Regions from separate parts of the Mus musculus genome. Here all the other regions are linked to region 3. The links are chromatin contacts, called in public HiChIP or PLAC-seq maps. All regions are on one chromosome and are shown on one strand. Each heading gives the region's core, a stretch centred on a gene start, on an enhancer-like site or on the middle of the called end of the contact. The rest is flanking DNA. Distances are from core to core; before and after follow the strand shown. Region 1 overlaps Ppp1r3b (protein phosphatase 1, regulatory subunit 3B). Region 2 has its middle 8.9 kb from the start of Gm34911. Region 3 overlaps Tnks (tankyrase, TRF1-interacting ankyrin-related ADP-ribose polymerase).

Region 1 (4,261 bases), core at 1,395-3,894, 470 kb after region 3:
CGGGCACCGTGAAGGTCCAGAACCTGGCCTTCGAGAAGGTTGTGAAGATCAGGATGACATTTGACACCTGGAAAAGCTTCACAGATTTCCCTTGTCAGTATGTGAAGGACACTTACGCTGGTTCAGACAGGGACACATTCTCCTTTGACATCAGCTTACCCGAGAAAATTCAGTCTTACGAAAGAATGGAGTTTGCCGTGTGCTACGAGTGTAACGGCCAGGCGTACTGGGACAGCAACAAAGGCAAAAACTACAGGATCACCCGGGCTGAACTCCGATCCTCTCCGGGAAAGATTGAGCCGTACAATGGACCAGATTTTGGAATCTCTTTTGACCAGTTTGGGAGCCCTCGGTGTTCCTTTGGCCTGTTTCCAGAGTGGCCTAGTTATCTGGGATATGAAAAGCTGGGGCCCTACTACTAGTGACTGCAGGTGACAGTCCGTGGCTCAGATCAAGATGGAGGCGAGAGAACGGAAGGCCAGAGGAAAGTTGAACTGCCACTAGGCGTGGTTTTTGAAAAGACAGGCTCCTGTTCACCTTTTTCTTAAACCAGCAAGTCCAGCGTGTTTCCATCACACCCGGTTTCTTGCTCAGAGGAGTGGAGCGGTGCTGATCCTCTGTGGCATCCGGGTTGGCCACAAGGGAATGCGCAGGATGGTGCCAGAAGGGTCTGGAGAGGAGCCAAGCTGGCAAGGACAGAGGAAGCTGGCCTCTCTTCCACACTTGGACTCTGAAAGTCACCCAGAAACCAATCTCCAGCCTTACCATTGACCTCGAGGTCCTGTCCCCGCTCATGGCTTTCCATGCGTCTCCTTCATTCCACGAGTACTCCGAAGGGAGCCACCTCAGTTCTGGGACACACTGGCCTGATTGATACCCAGCAGCCTCAGAAGAGGGCCGGGGGCGGGCGCTTTCTGTGCGAGCTCTTTCACTACACTTCCTCCCGCTACAGTCTATCCAGTGATCTGGACAAGAGAGACAAAGCAAATAAGTAGCTCGTGTCTGGGATAGGCATTCCCTCCCCCCTCTCTCCTCCTGACCCCTCCTTTATATTCCAGAAGAGAGCAACATATTAGTTACTAGAAAGTCATTGGTTCCCATGTGGGGTCACAGGGTACAGCACTGGGACAAGGTGGGACAGTCTGAACTTTTAGCTTTTCCTCTTGGATGTTGGGGGAGCTTTTGAAGCACCGTTTCACCCGGAGTTACCAGAAGAGGACTCAATGACAAGATGCATTTCCACTTGCCTGGCCGGTGTGTGTGAACTGTTTGTGTTTGAAGAGAGTCATAGCTCTCATGTCTCCTGGAGCCTCCACTTCAGTGCCTTGTCTGAGGCTTTCAAATAGCAAGACTGGCATCTCCTCGAGTCCTCCAGACTGTGCTTAGATATATATTCATATTCAGGATGCTTTATGAACCCCCAAGGACATTGATCGGGTGTTTTTATTTATGGTGTGTATTATAAAAAGATAGGGGAGAAAAACCTCACGTTTTTCTATGTTATTTTAAATGTTTGTCAACTCTGAGGTATCAGATGAAGTTTTCTTAACCATATTGGAGTGCAATGCGCTTTCATACGCTAGCGTGAGACTCCTGGAGTTCTTACCCTTGGGTGAACCCCCAAACCCTGTGATTTTTCTCTAGGGCAAATTAGAATTATAGGGGAGATTTTTTTAAATGCGAGTTTGTAGAATTAGGGGTGTTGTTTTGTTTTGGAAGTTTGATAAAAGATGCCTGTTTCATTTCCTTACTGAAGTGATGTTTCCCTGAGACAAGACAGAAAGGAGCAGAGTCTCATGGTTTCGGAGGTGGGGGCCACTGGACGTAGCCCTGTGCCCTCTGGCTTTATAAGTTAGCATCAGGCAGACATCAAATGTTTTTAATCCTAGCATGTGTGGTTTATTTTTTATCTTAACTTTTTCACTTTTGAAGATTCAAATGTTTTGACTTTTTAAATGTTATTTTCTATGATTTCTTATTCCTAAAACTGGTACTAGTCTGTAATCTGTGCTTTGTATATTGTGCCTCTCCCAGATGGGTGGCGATCTGGGATTGCATGCTGATTATCTGTGAGGAAATCATCTTTGTGCCATGAGGCTGAAGCTGGGGCCAGGAGTTTGTGTTTTATCTAAGCAGGCCATGTATCTCCTAGATGGGTGTACTTTAAATGTTCCGGATTTGTTGACCAGAGCAGCTAGGTTGAAATTGGATAGAAAGCAAAACTGCTCTCTATGGGTCATGCATTGTGTGTTAAGAAGGAAGGCAGCCAAGGGCACTGTTTCTTACATAGATGCAGACTAAAGATCATAAAATGGCTGGGGGCGGGGGCGAGGTACGGAATGGAATCTGTTCAGTGGTATGGATGATCTTCAGACATTCCGAGTCAAAATATAAAATATGGTAATTCCATGTTATATGTCCCTCCTAAAGCAGACATACCCTCACCCCCTTTTGCCCAGATTTGCCCCAGCTTTCTTGCTCACGAGCACTGCTTGAAAGCCCCCCAGCCAGCACACCTGGGGTGCACACCCACTGCTCAGCTCCAGGGGCATGTTGTGCCTTTGCCTGCTCACCAGGACCCTTCCCTTGAAGCAGTCCGTGGGCTGTGCTTGACTTCCTTATCAAGGCTGTCACTCAGAGACAGAAGAGTCTTCCTTCTGCTTTCTGCCTCCAATACAGCCCTCCTTCTTTTGACCCAGTCTGTCCCATGACTCTGAGATAGCCTCGGGAGCTGCATTTAGAAACTCTATGCATTGTTCAGAGTTCACCACTGTAGACAAATTTACGCAGCTCAGAAGACGACAGGCCCCTTGCTTGAAGATCCCACGGCAAGTTTGACCTGGAGGTCTGTCTTCATGCAGTTCTTGGCTAGGATGATGGATGGATCCTAATCCCCAGACATTGTGATCCAGGAAGGGAAGGCAACCCCATTCTTTGTTCCATATTTATTTCCCCAAATTCCCTGGGGTGCTTTGGCAAAATGGGTACAATAAATAAGCTAGACCATAAGACATGTTTCTTGTAAGAAGCCGTTTGAGTGTTGTAAGAATATTTTCTCTAGAAAGCTAGGAAGGCATAATGGAAGTCTGTAGTTCTGCAGAAACTAAAGCAACTTGAGTCAATGGTGGGAGTTATTTTATCCCTGAGATGTAAGCTTGGTGGCTCCTGATTCTGGGAAATCTGCACTCAGCCGCATCTCCTGGCATGATCACAGAAACTGCAGATAAGATGTTCCCGAAATTCTGGGATCTTACCTCTAACGGGATCGTCCAGAGTCACTCAAAGACATTTCTCTTGCTGAGGTTCTGTGAGATGCCTCCAGCTCCATCAGCAAAGCTGTGAGTGTTTCCACGGTTTTGCTGCAGTTCCCAGAGGCCCCTGGGGCACGTGGACTTCTAGAGTGCACACGTGATGATGTTACACTTTTGCTTTAATGTGAACATTCAACTGACGGGCTTGTCGTCATTGTATGCCTACATGTGCCTTGTTCAGAAACTTCTGCATGTTTGTAAGACATATTTTTGTATACATTGGTAGAGGGGAAATGCACTTTAAAAAAAATCACAAGAATGGATGTGTGTGTGTGTGTGTGTGTGTGTGTGTGTGTGTGTGTGTGTGTGTGTGTGTGTGTGGTGGAAGAGAATGATTTCTTTGTATCTCAAAAGCAAAAACGTAATAAATATAGAAAGAAAAGAAAATGAAAACTATTCCTTCTATTTTTAGCGTTGGAAGAAGGGGAAGCATATTTTAAGTCAATGATTTTTTTTTTCTATACATGTCTTTGTATTTTTTAAGGTACAGGTTGTATTCAGTGGATATGAAAAGCTGGAAGGCTTGCAGGGTGGGGAGGGGACCAGTGCTTTAAGCTATCTGGCAGTGAAGGCAGGTGATGGAGCCTTCACCTAGAACCAGAGAGGAGGGACAGAGGTGATTATTGTCCTCTATGGATCCTAGTCATCCAAGTTCCCGACTCTTGCTTCTTCCCTCCCTCTCGGAAGGTAGAGCAGACAAGCGTGTGGATTCAGACAGTCCTGGGTAAACTATCTATGGCGCTCTCAGCTTTGAACTTCTCCATCACAAAGACTCGGTAACCAGGAAAAGAAACCATCTGCTGGTGTGGCCTATCCTCCACCATTGAATGCAGATGTGTACCCTGCGTGAGATTTTCAGAAGTTCAAAAAAACAAAGGGACGCTACCCACCACCCCAACCCCTGGCCCTGATTATTTAAAGGCCAAGGTTTTTGCTATAGGCTCCGAGTC
Region 2 (4,050 bases), core at 505-3,004, 510 kb after region 3:
GGACCCTGACACAGTTCCTAATACAGCTCTGTTACCCACAAATCTCAGTAACAACGAGGAAAAGTTAGACCTTTGAGGGAGAATTGGGTTACAATGGCTCTGGAGTCATGTGCTTAGGAATAGCACTGTTATCAAGAGAATGAAGTCTTGATAGAAAGGGTGAGGCAAGCCAATTTCCTCTCTTTTCTTACCCTTCTGGTGCGTGTTATGATGCAGTCCAAGCTTGTGACTCTGAGCTTCAAGCTAGTAAACCAAAGAGCTTTTGTTGTTTACTTATTACCCAAATAGTGGTAATCTTTTATAGCAGAGGTAATCTTTTATAGCAGAAAAAAAAAATTGACTATGACAGTCACCATAGTAGCAGTGATGTTATGGGCATATAAAGATACCCAAACACATCAACTTTTACATTTCAAGTATGCAGTTTATTGTGTGTCAATTATACCTCAATAAAACAGTTAAAGTTTTCAAAACTTCTGCAATGGCTTTCATCGTTTTCAGAATAAAATCAGCACTCTTTGCAGTGTACCATGTAATGCTCCTTCCTTCTTCACATTATAATTGATGGTAAATTCCTTCTGTGAAGAGGCCATGTTTTAATAGTCTCTTAGCCCCCAGTACTTAATGTAATGGTTAATACAAAGGGGACTCAATTATTAATGAAGAAGGAACAGAAAATCATTAGAGTGCAGAGTACTATAAAATACACACCAGAGAAGAAGCCAGAGAGGGGGAAAAAATGAGCAATGGGACTGAATTCCCATGAAAGGCTTCATGAGGAGGGTACTGAAGGATGAAGGAGTGGTAACAGGGGCCTTCCCAAGGAAGTGAGAGAGGTGGCCGTAGCCAAAGCAAAGGCAAGGTGTGTGTGGATCACTGGAGCCTCCTTGCTGGGTAGGGAAGGCTCATCTAGATAGTGAAGCACCATATCTCCCATCACTTAGGTGGAGTTTGGAACAGGCAGCCTAGGCTCATTGTTATTAATTAGGGCTGGCTTACAGGTTCAGAGGTTCAGTCTACTATCATCAAGGCAGGAGCATGGCAGCATCCAGGCAGGCATAGTACAGGAATAGCTGAGAATTCTACATCTTCATCTGAAGGTTGTTAGGAGAAGACTGACTTCCAGATAGCTAGGATGAGGGTCTTAAAGCCCATGTTCACAGTGACACACTTCCTCCAACAAGGTCACACCTCCAAATAGGGTCACTCCCTGGGCCAAGCATATTCAAACCACCACAAAGATTAACTTGAGCATTGCATTATCTAGGACTCTTCTCAAAGCAAGTCTGAACTATCTCATCAGGGTGAAGTTGCTGGACCAAGCATACCAGAGCATCCTCAGGCTACCACCTCTCCATTCTCCCCAACCTCAAAGCAACTTCATCAGTTACAAAGTCCAAGGTCTCTAGTATGTTGCCTTTATGGGGACCCAGAGAGGGAGAGCAAGGGGGAAGGCAGTGCTCAGGGATACATGGCAGTAGCTTGCCTTTGAAAGCCAGGAGGACCAAGGGTGTGTGTCCTCAGACTCCCTGCACAGATAGATGTCTCATTCTTTTACAGATGCCCCTGGAACTGAGCTGGACTTGAAACCCAACACTTTCTCTCTAAACTCAGCAGGAAGCACTTACAGGGCCTGCCCTTTGTTTGGGGAGGGAGCAGAGAGGAAGTAAAACAAGGGAAAGGCTCTGTGTGCTTTTCATTCAACACTATAGCCTGACAGAGTGTGTCCGCTCTCAGCTGAATGTCTCAGTGGGGAAAGCTTGTGTCTGAACCTCACGAATGGCAAACTGTCCTGCTGTCCCCTGTCACAGCAGTGGTTCACTTAGACAGTGCTCTAAGTTCACCGGGGACTTCCGTGGGCAAGTTGTCTGTTCCTCTCCCCTGCAGTCGGCTTTGAGGAGAGGGGAGCACTATGATTTCTATGGGATAGATGACCCAGTGTCTAGGGGCTGGTTGGCAGAGTCTCTTTGGAGGGCTCTTCTGTGATTCATATAAAGCCAATTGACCGCCAGCAGATGTGGGAGAAGGGGGTCACACTTCCTACCCGCTCCTCTATACATGATTCCTGGACAGTTAAATTTCTGCTCTAAATGTCAGCTCCATGAACGGAGGCATCTGGTGGCCACAAATCCTGTCATGGCAATGCTAATCTTATCCCTGCACAGAGTTTAATAAATAGTTCTGAGTCAGGGCTGGGGTGTAGGTAGGGTTGAGATTAGGGGTGGGAAATGGGGGTGTGGCATGCATCTATAGTCCCAGCTACTTGAGAGGCTGAGACAAGAGGGTCACTAGAGCTAAGGACATTGGAGCCAACATGGGCAATATTGTGAGACACTGTCTCTTACAATAAAAGTAAAAAAATGATAGTAGTAGTAATAATAATAATAATATATTTTATTATATACCTAGAGCGTGCCAGACACTTTGAGTTAGCATCTCAAGTAAGTAATATTAACCTATTTTTGTGGGTGAAAGTTAATGTCAGAAGGGACATCACCTTCCTCAGATTAACTGTTCCACCAGCCAGTAAGAAAAATGAGATTTAAACCAGACCTTCTGGCTCCAGCACCTAGCCTCTTTCCATTTTGTTATAACATCTTTGAAGCTGGGAATCCATTTTCTTTGGGTTCCTCCTACCATGCACCATCCATTTAGGGTTCTCCATTTTTTTTTCACAACACATATATAACCAACAGTTGTATAAAGGTACCAATTTCCTAAAAACAGAAAAAAAAATCTCTTCAACTTTAATTTGTGGTTGAAGTTAACCAAGCACCAGGACTTCCGGTCTTCAGACAGACTGCTGTTATTAAACATTAGGGGAGGGCAAGTTCTAGATGAGATGAAATACCCGGTAATACCCAATGCAATGAACCCCAGCAGGAATTCACATTGTAAAACAGACCAAATAATAAGAAACACATAAACATTCCTCAAGCAGCCGGCAGAGAAAGGAGAAACAGCGATGCTATCTCTGCTGTGAGCAGTAGGATTGCAGAAAGTCCATCATTCATCAGAAAGGACAGACTGAGCAGGCGTTAATGTGTGAGAGGGAACGAAGCCCAGTGGGCGGGCACAGCAAACAGGTAGGGCAATGGTTTGAGGCGGCGGCGCCCTCATCAAAGAGGTTCACAGAGTGGACAGACTGAGAGACTCCACGCTCACAGTTACAGGGAAGGCTATTGCTAGAAAAATAGCAATCTCTAACTCTCTGAGAGAAGGCCCTGGAATAAGGCCCACGTCAACACAGAATGGGAGTCTGGTCCTGCGCCCTCGGAGGAGGCTCTGCAGGTTGCCTGGGTAGGTTATGAAAGTCCACAGCAATCCTTCGGTCCTTGAGATACTAGGCTATTATTCTATTATTATAGGAGTTAGAGCTTGTCAAACAAACAAACAACAACAACAAAACCTCAGGTCATTTTTTCCATTTTCTTCAGCATCTTGCCTATAATATGGTATTGTCAGATTCGTATTTGATGAAGTATTTCTATGACACATCTGCAGTGTCCACTCATGGGTGGGATCGGGGGAAATCTGAAACACAGTTGGAGAGGCTGTCCAGTTTGAGAGGATGCTGTCTAATCGTGTACATGCTCCAGGCTGCTCTGCTCTTGTGACGGCTCTTGAAACTTGACCTACTGTGGTAACGTAAGTCTCTAAATCAAAGTGAGTAAGGAAATGATATTGACCTTAGAAAAAGAAGAAAAGAAAAAAGAAACAACGGAAGAACTTCTGAGAAATTGTAAACCACATCTTGAAGACAACTCATGTTGGCTGCCTGTGTGTGTGATGCATATAGCACTGTCAGAAATAGTATTGGCCCACAACACATCATCCTATTGTCACATTCGCAAGCGATGCCTCAGAGGTACACGTCCACGGGGCAGCTCACACTGTAGGATGTAGGATCTAGGTAAGGCTCTGTTAGACAATTAGGCTTGAGAAACCGTACCCCTCCCCCCTTCCGGATTCCTAAGTTGAAGTTCTAACTCAGGGCACCTCAGAGACCTTATTTGGAAATAGGGCTGATGTGGACAAAATCAGTCCAGA
Region 3 (3,993 bases), core at 46-2,545:
TCTGATTTAGCAGTGATTATATTAATTTTAGCACAGTGGGAAGTTGTCGTTCCACGTAGAGTAATTAAGCAAAATTCCATATATTTTTAAAGCTTTCTGTACATAAATGCCTTCTATTCACTTCACAATCTCTATTAAGAGTGCACAGCAGATTGATAACTTAAACACAGTTAAAGCTCTCTTCTACACAATCTATAACAGCACTGTTAGCAGTGCAGTGACTAGGAGGCTCCACATCACAGAGTAAAGGAGGGCAAAGGCAGCAGGACCGGTATGCTGAGAACAAAACCAAACAGAGCCAATGCAGCACTGAGAACGAAGATCAATGAGAACAGCAGCTCAAAATCTAGCCGTTAAACATAATCTTGCCGACCATGACGAAGGGTGCTCTCTACCCTCAGGGTCTCCTCTGTGATGGTTCTTGGCATTTACTTTTATAAAATTAATAAGCCCCAAATCTGCATTACAGAAGTAGAAAGACAATATATTACCCCAATCTAAAAAACTTGGCTATCAGGGTAAAAAGTACAAAGATATAATGAAATATATAAAAGTGGGTGAGGAGAGCACCCAAGTGTAGCTGTTGACCCCAGGGATAAGGCAGCAGGTTGTCTTCCCAATGAAAACTACTTTTACAGTAACACAAATGCCCTTGTCTGCTCAACAGTGAAGGGCTTTAAAAAACCAGCCGAGAAGAGGAGGTAGAGGAAAACTGTGATGTAAGCCATAAAACTGACAAAATATGAGAAACACTATGATGTAATGCTGTAATTCTCAGTGCTATAAGCAGTAAAATTAAGATATATCAATCTATATGATATATACATATATAGGTATATATCTCAACACAATTAATAAGATGCACATCCAATCAATAAGATTTTTAGTATTTTCTTAGCTTCATTAGTGGAAAAATATTCAGTGCATGAAAATCTTATAAAATCAGCCTCCTAGCGCTGGCTCCTTACCTGTGAGGACAGCTTTTGCTGAAGGATCTGCCAGGTCCAGAGCTGATTTCCCATCGGTGTTCCGGATGTTTGGATCGGCTCCGTGCTGCAGCAGCACTGTGCAGGGAAAGCACAAACAGTATCTTACCTCGGGGATACAGAGATTATTTACTGCTAAGTGTCGCCTCGGCATGGTGTAGGCATAAACATACATTGCACAATTTTTTCTCTTTCAAGAAAAGAAAAATGAAAGAAAAAGGGGAACAAAAGCACTGCAGCAAAGGATCTTCTCTAGAGTAAAGCAAAGTTGGCAACTTATGGTACAGTATTATCACATGACTTGACATCATAACCATGAAACTAGAAGCTTGCCCCGGACGGTCCTGCTTTGCCTCCCAAGGAAGCAGTATGGGAGCTGTGTGCGTGTTCCCTGCCTCGCTCTGTGAGCTGTGCTAGCTGAAGCTGCCCTGCCTTTACTACCACTGTGACTGCTTGTTGCTGCTGCTGCTGCTGCTGCTGCTTCGCTGCTGAATCTCCAACACGTCCTCTCTCAGAAGAGTTGTAACCCTGTGCAAGGCTTTTAGTGGCTCAGTGCTCACATATGAAACTCACCATAGACACACTGGCTTGTTTCCAGAAGTTTAACAGACACAGTAATGCGTGCAACGCCAGCTCTTGCAGCCATGCTACAAAAAAGAACTCTATCCTGTATTATGATCCTCCATCAAATTTCTAGAACTAAAAACCCAATCACTGAAATTCATGTAACAAAGGTATTTCATAAAAACTACAGAGACTCCTTAAGATTCAGACCCTCCTATAAGTGAGTGGGCAGTAGATAAAATATGGATATGGCATTTGGGAAGTGTCTAATGCCAACTAAACCACTGCTGTGTAAGAGCAGAGCCCCAGAGACCACGGGAGTGCTACTACCCATCTGATATTTAAACAGTGAACAGGTTAGGCATCTTTAGTCAAAAACCTGAAATTCAAGGTGAGGAAAGTGAATCCTCTGAGCACCTACATAGCCACCTCTGACACCATGATAGGGGAACACTTAAGTGTATACTGAATCACTTTTTTCTACATTTACTGGGGGTGGGGACACAATGTAGAAGTAAGAGGACAATCACTTCTACATGTTGATCCCAGGGATTAAATTCAGGTCCTGAGGCCTGGTGACATGTGTCTTTACCCACTGAGCCAGCTCATTGGCCACTGCTTGTTTTTTTTTTCCCTAAGCAATAAAAATTTTCATTCTTTAGCGAAATATACACTAAGCAACCAAATTTAAACTAATACTCTTCCATTTTAGAACTCTCATTAACATACATGGGATTTAACCAATGAGAGGGCTAAGAATGTAGCTCATTTGGTAGACTGTATGCTTACCATGGTATATGTGAAACACAAATAAATCTCGCATTGAGGCCTGGATTCCAACCTCAAAACATCTCATGCTATATATATGCAAATATTCCAACTCCTCAGGTGGGGTGGGTCTGAACGCCAAAGCACTTAGGTCTCACGCATTTTATTTAGATGAGGGAAACTTACATCTTACATAAGAGTTTTAGGGCTGAAATGGTGGCTCTGCTGGTGAAATGCTTGTTACATAAGCATGAAGAGCCAGGTTCTGATCCTCAGCATCCATCTGTCACACAGAGCTAGGGAAGTGGAACAGAAAGATCCCTGGGACTAGCTGGCCATAGTCTAGCCAAATCAGAGTATCCCGGGCTCAGTGAGAGGCTCTGCCTCAAAACGTGCAGTGGAGAGTAACTGAGGAAAAGGCTCAGTGAGAGGCTCTGCCTCAAAACGTGCAGTGGAGAGTGACTGAGGAAAACACTCAATGGGGCCTCTCTGGAATCCAAAAGCACAAGCACTCTCACGCGCTCAAGCACACTCCTGACAAGCAACTCTGGATACCCTCTGACCCCACCCATACGCGAGCACTTTAAAACATCCAGTAGTGGCTTTGAGCCACTACTAGTAATTCTCAAGTTCTACACTGAAGCCCATACACTCTTTTGAAATTTGGAAGGTGATCTTCATATTACTAAGTACTGAGTCATATTGTTTATAAAGCCATTCTTTCTGTGATGCATAAGCCATCAAGACCATGGCTTTGCTACAATGGATAGCTGTCTGAAGGTTAGCATTCACACCTCTCCCCTTAGATCTGGGGCAATTTCACACTTGCAGTATTAAAACAAGCCATACTTGGGAAGACACAGAAAGATCTGCAGACCTTCTGCGGTCATCCTCCCACCAGCTGCAGGTCTCCATGGTTTCAGTTGTCTTCAGCCAATCATAGTCTAAAATATGAAATGTAAGGCTCACACCATGCACCAGTCTGAGTACCCTGCTCCATCCACCCACGAGGTGAACCAGCCAGCACTCTGTCCAGTGCACTCACTTGCATGTGCTGCCTACCCCCAGTCACTCAGCAGTCATCTCAGCTAGCACATCACAGGGCTGATCTCCTATTTTACTTAGGAATAAATAGTCTCAAAGAGTAAGCACAATGATGCTGGTTGCTGGTCAAATGATACATGTTTGTGATTCAAACATGTCAAAAAGCAGCTTAGCATAGCATGCTTTCTTTAAAGGCGAAGACAAAAGTTCTCAACTTAAAAAAACTGAGTTCCCATCCCTGGGAGGACAAGTCTGTCGCTGAAACTCCAAGGAAGAGGAAAGTAGCCCAGGGCAGTCATGCTGCTGCACGTCCAGGAGAGGAAAGCCTAGAGCTGCTTACAGTCACTTCTGCTACAGCAGAGTAGTTCTTACAGCTAGATGCTACTGCTCATCTGGGACACCACGCACAGATTTGACTGCAGTGCCAATTACTTAGATACAGTCTCCTCTAGGCATACATATGTACAGGAAAGTACTGAGAAAGGACGCAACAATACCGAAGGTTTCAGGCATCCACTAGGAGTCTAAGCACAAGTCCGGTGTATCCTGGTGGGGAGGGGCTGCTGTGTATCACTTACTTCCTGAATGTAGCAATGTTATTTTGAGTCTAAAGTGACTCAAAAGTTAAAGA

What was found. HiChIP or PLAC-seq counts read pairs in DNA pulled down with a chosen protein or histone mark.
Region 1: an H3K4me3 HiChIP or PLAC-seq map of bone marrow-derived macrophages shows a contact between it and region 3, with 3 times the contacts expected there. The contact joins two enhancer-like sites. A contact is called at or near these places in 2 of 39 promoter capture datasets (cranial neural crest and neural stem cells), 5 of 115 datasets of contacts at active chromatin or transcription factors (acute myeloid leukemia, bone marrow-derived macrophages, forebrain and 1 more) and 1 of 9 other capture datasets (macrophages).
Region 2: an H3K4me3 HiChIP or PLAC-seq map of bone marrow-derived macrophages shows a contact between it and region 3, with 4 times the contacts expected there. The contact joins two enhancer-like sites. A contact is called at or near these places in 1 of 484 Hi-C or Micro-C datasets (macrophages), 5 of 115 datasets of contacts at active chromatin or transcription factors (the 230-238 cell line, acute myeloid leukemia, bone marrow-derived macrophages and 1 more) and 1 of 9 other capture datasets (embryonic stem cells).

The regions. Positions count from the first base shown.
Region 1 is chr8:35,384,442-35,388,702 of GRCm38.p6, forward strand. Ppp1r3b (protein phosphatase 1, regulatory subunit 3B) reads left to right here. Exons shown (of 2, transcript NM_001364452.1): 2 at 1-3,698. The coding sequence ends at 422. Among named protein-coding and RNA genes, the nearest start is that of Ppp1r3b, 9.9 kb to the left of the region's middle. Within about 2 kb of position 2,645, at least 10 of the 459 cell types and tissues checked have an H3K27ac peak or open chromatin away from gene starts, as enhancers often do. A contact at or near this core is called in bone marrow-derived macrophages and macrophages, where this site is marked.
Region 2 is chr8:35,422,402-35,426,451 of GRCm38.p6, forward strand. No RefSeq gene overlaps it. Among named protein-coding and RNA genes, the nearest start is that of Gm34911, 8.9 kb to the left of the region's middle. Within about 2 kb of position 1,755, at least 24 of the 459 cell types and tissues checked have an H3K27ac peak or open chromatin away from gene starts, as enhancers often do. A contact at or near this core is called in acute myeloid leukemia, bone marrow-derived macrophages and macrophages, where this site is marked.
Region 3 is chr8:34,917,411-34,921,403 of GRCm38.p6, forward strand. Tnks (tankyrase, TRF1-interacting ankyrin-related ADP-ribose polymerase) reads right to left here. Exons shown (of 27, transcript NM_175091.3): 3 at 969-1,064. Among named protein-coding and RNA genes, the nearest start is that of Tnks, 46 kb to the right of the region's middle. Within about 2 kb of position 1,296, at least 38 of the 459 cell types and tissues checked have an H3K27ac peak or open chromatin away from gene starts, as enhancers often do. A contact at or near this core is called in acute myeloid leukemia, bone marrow-derived macrophages and macrophages, where this site is marked.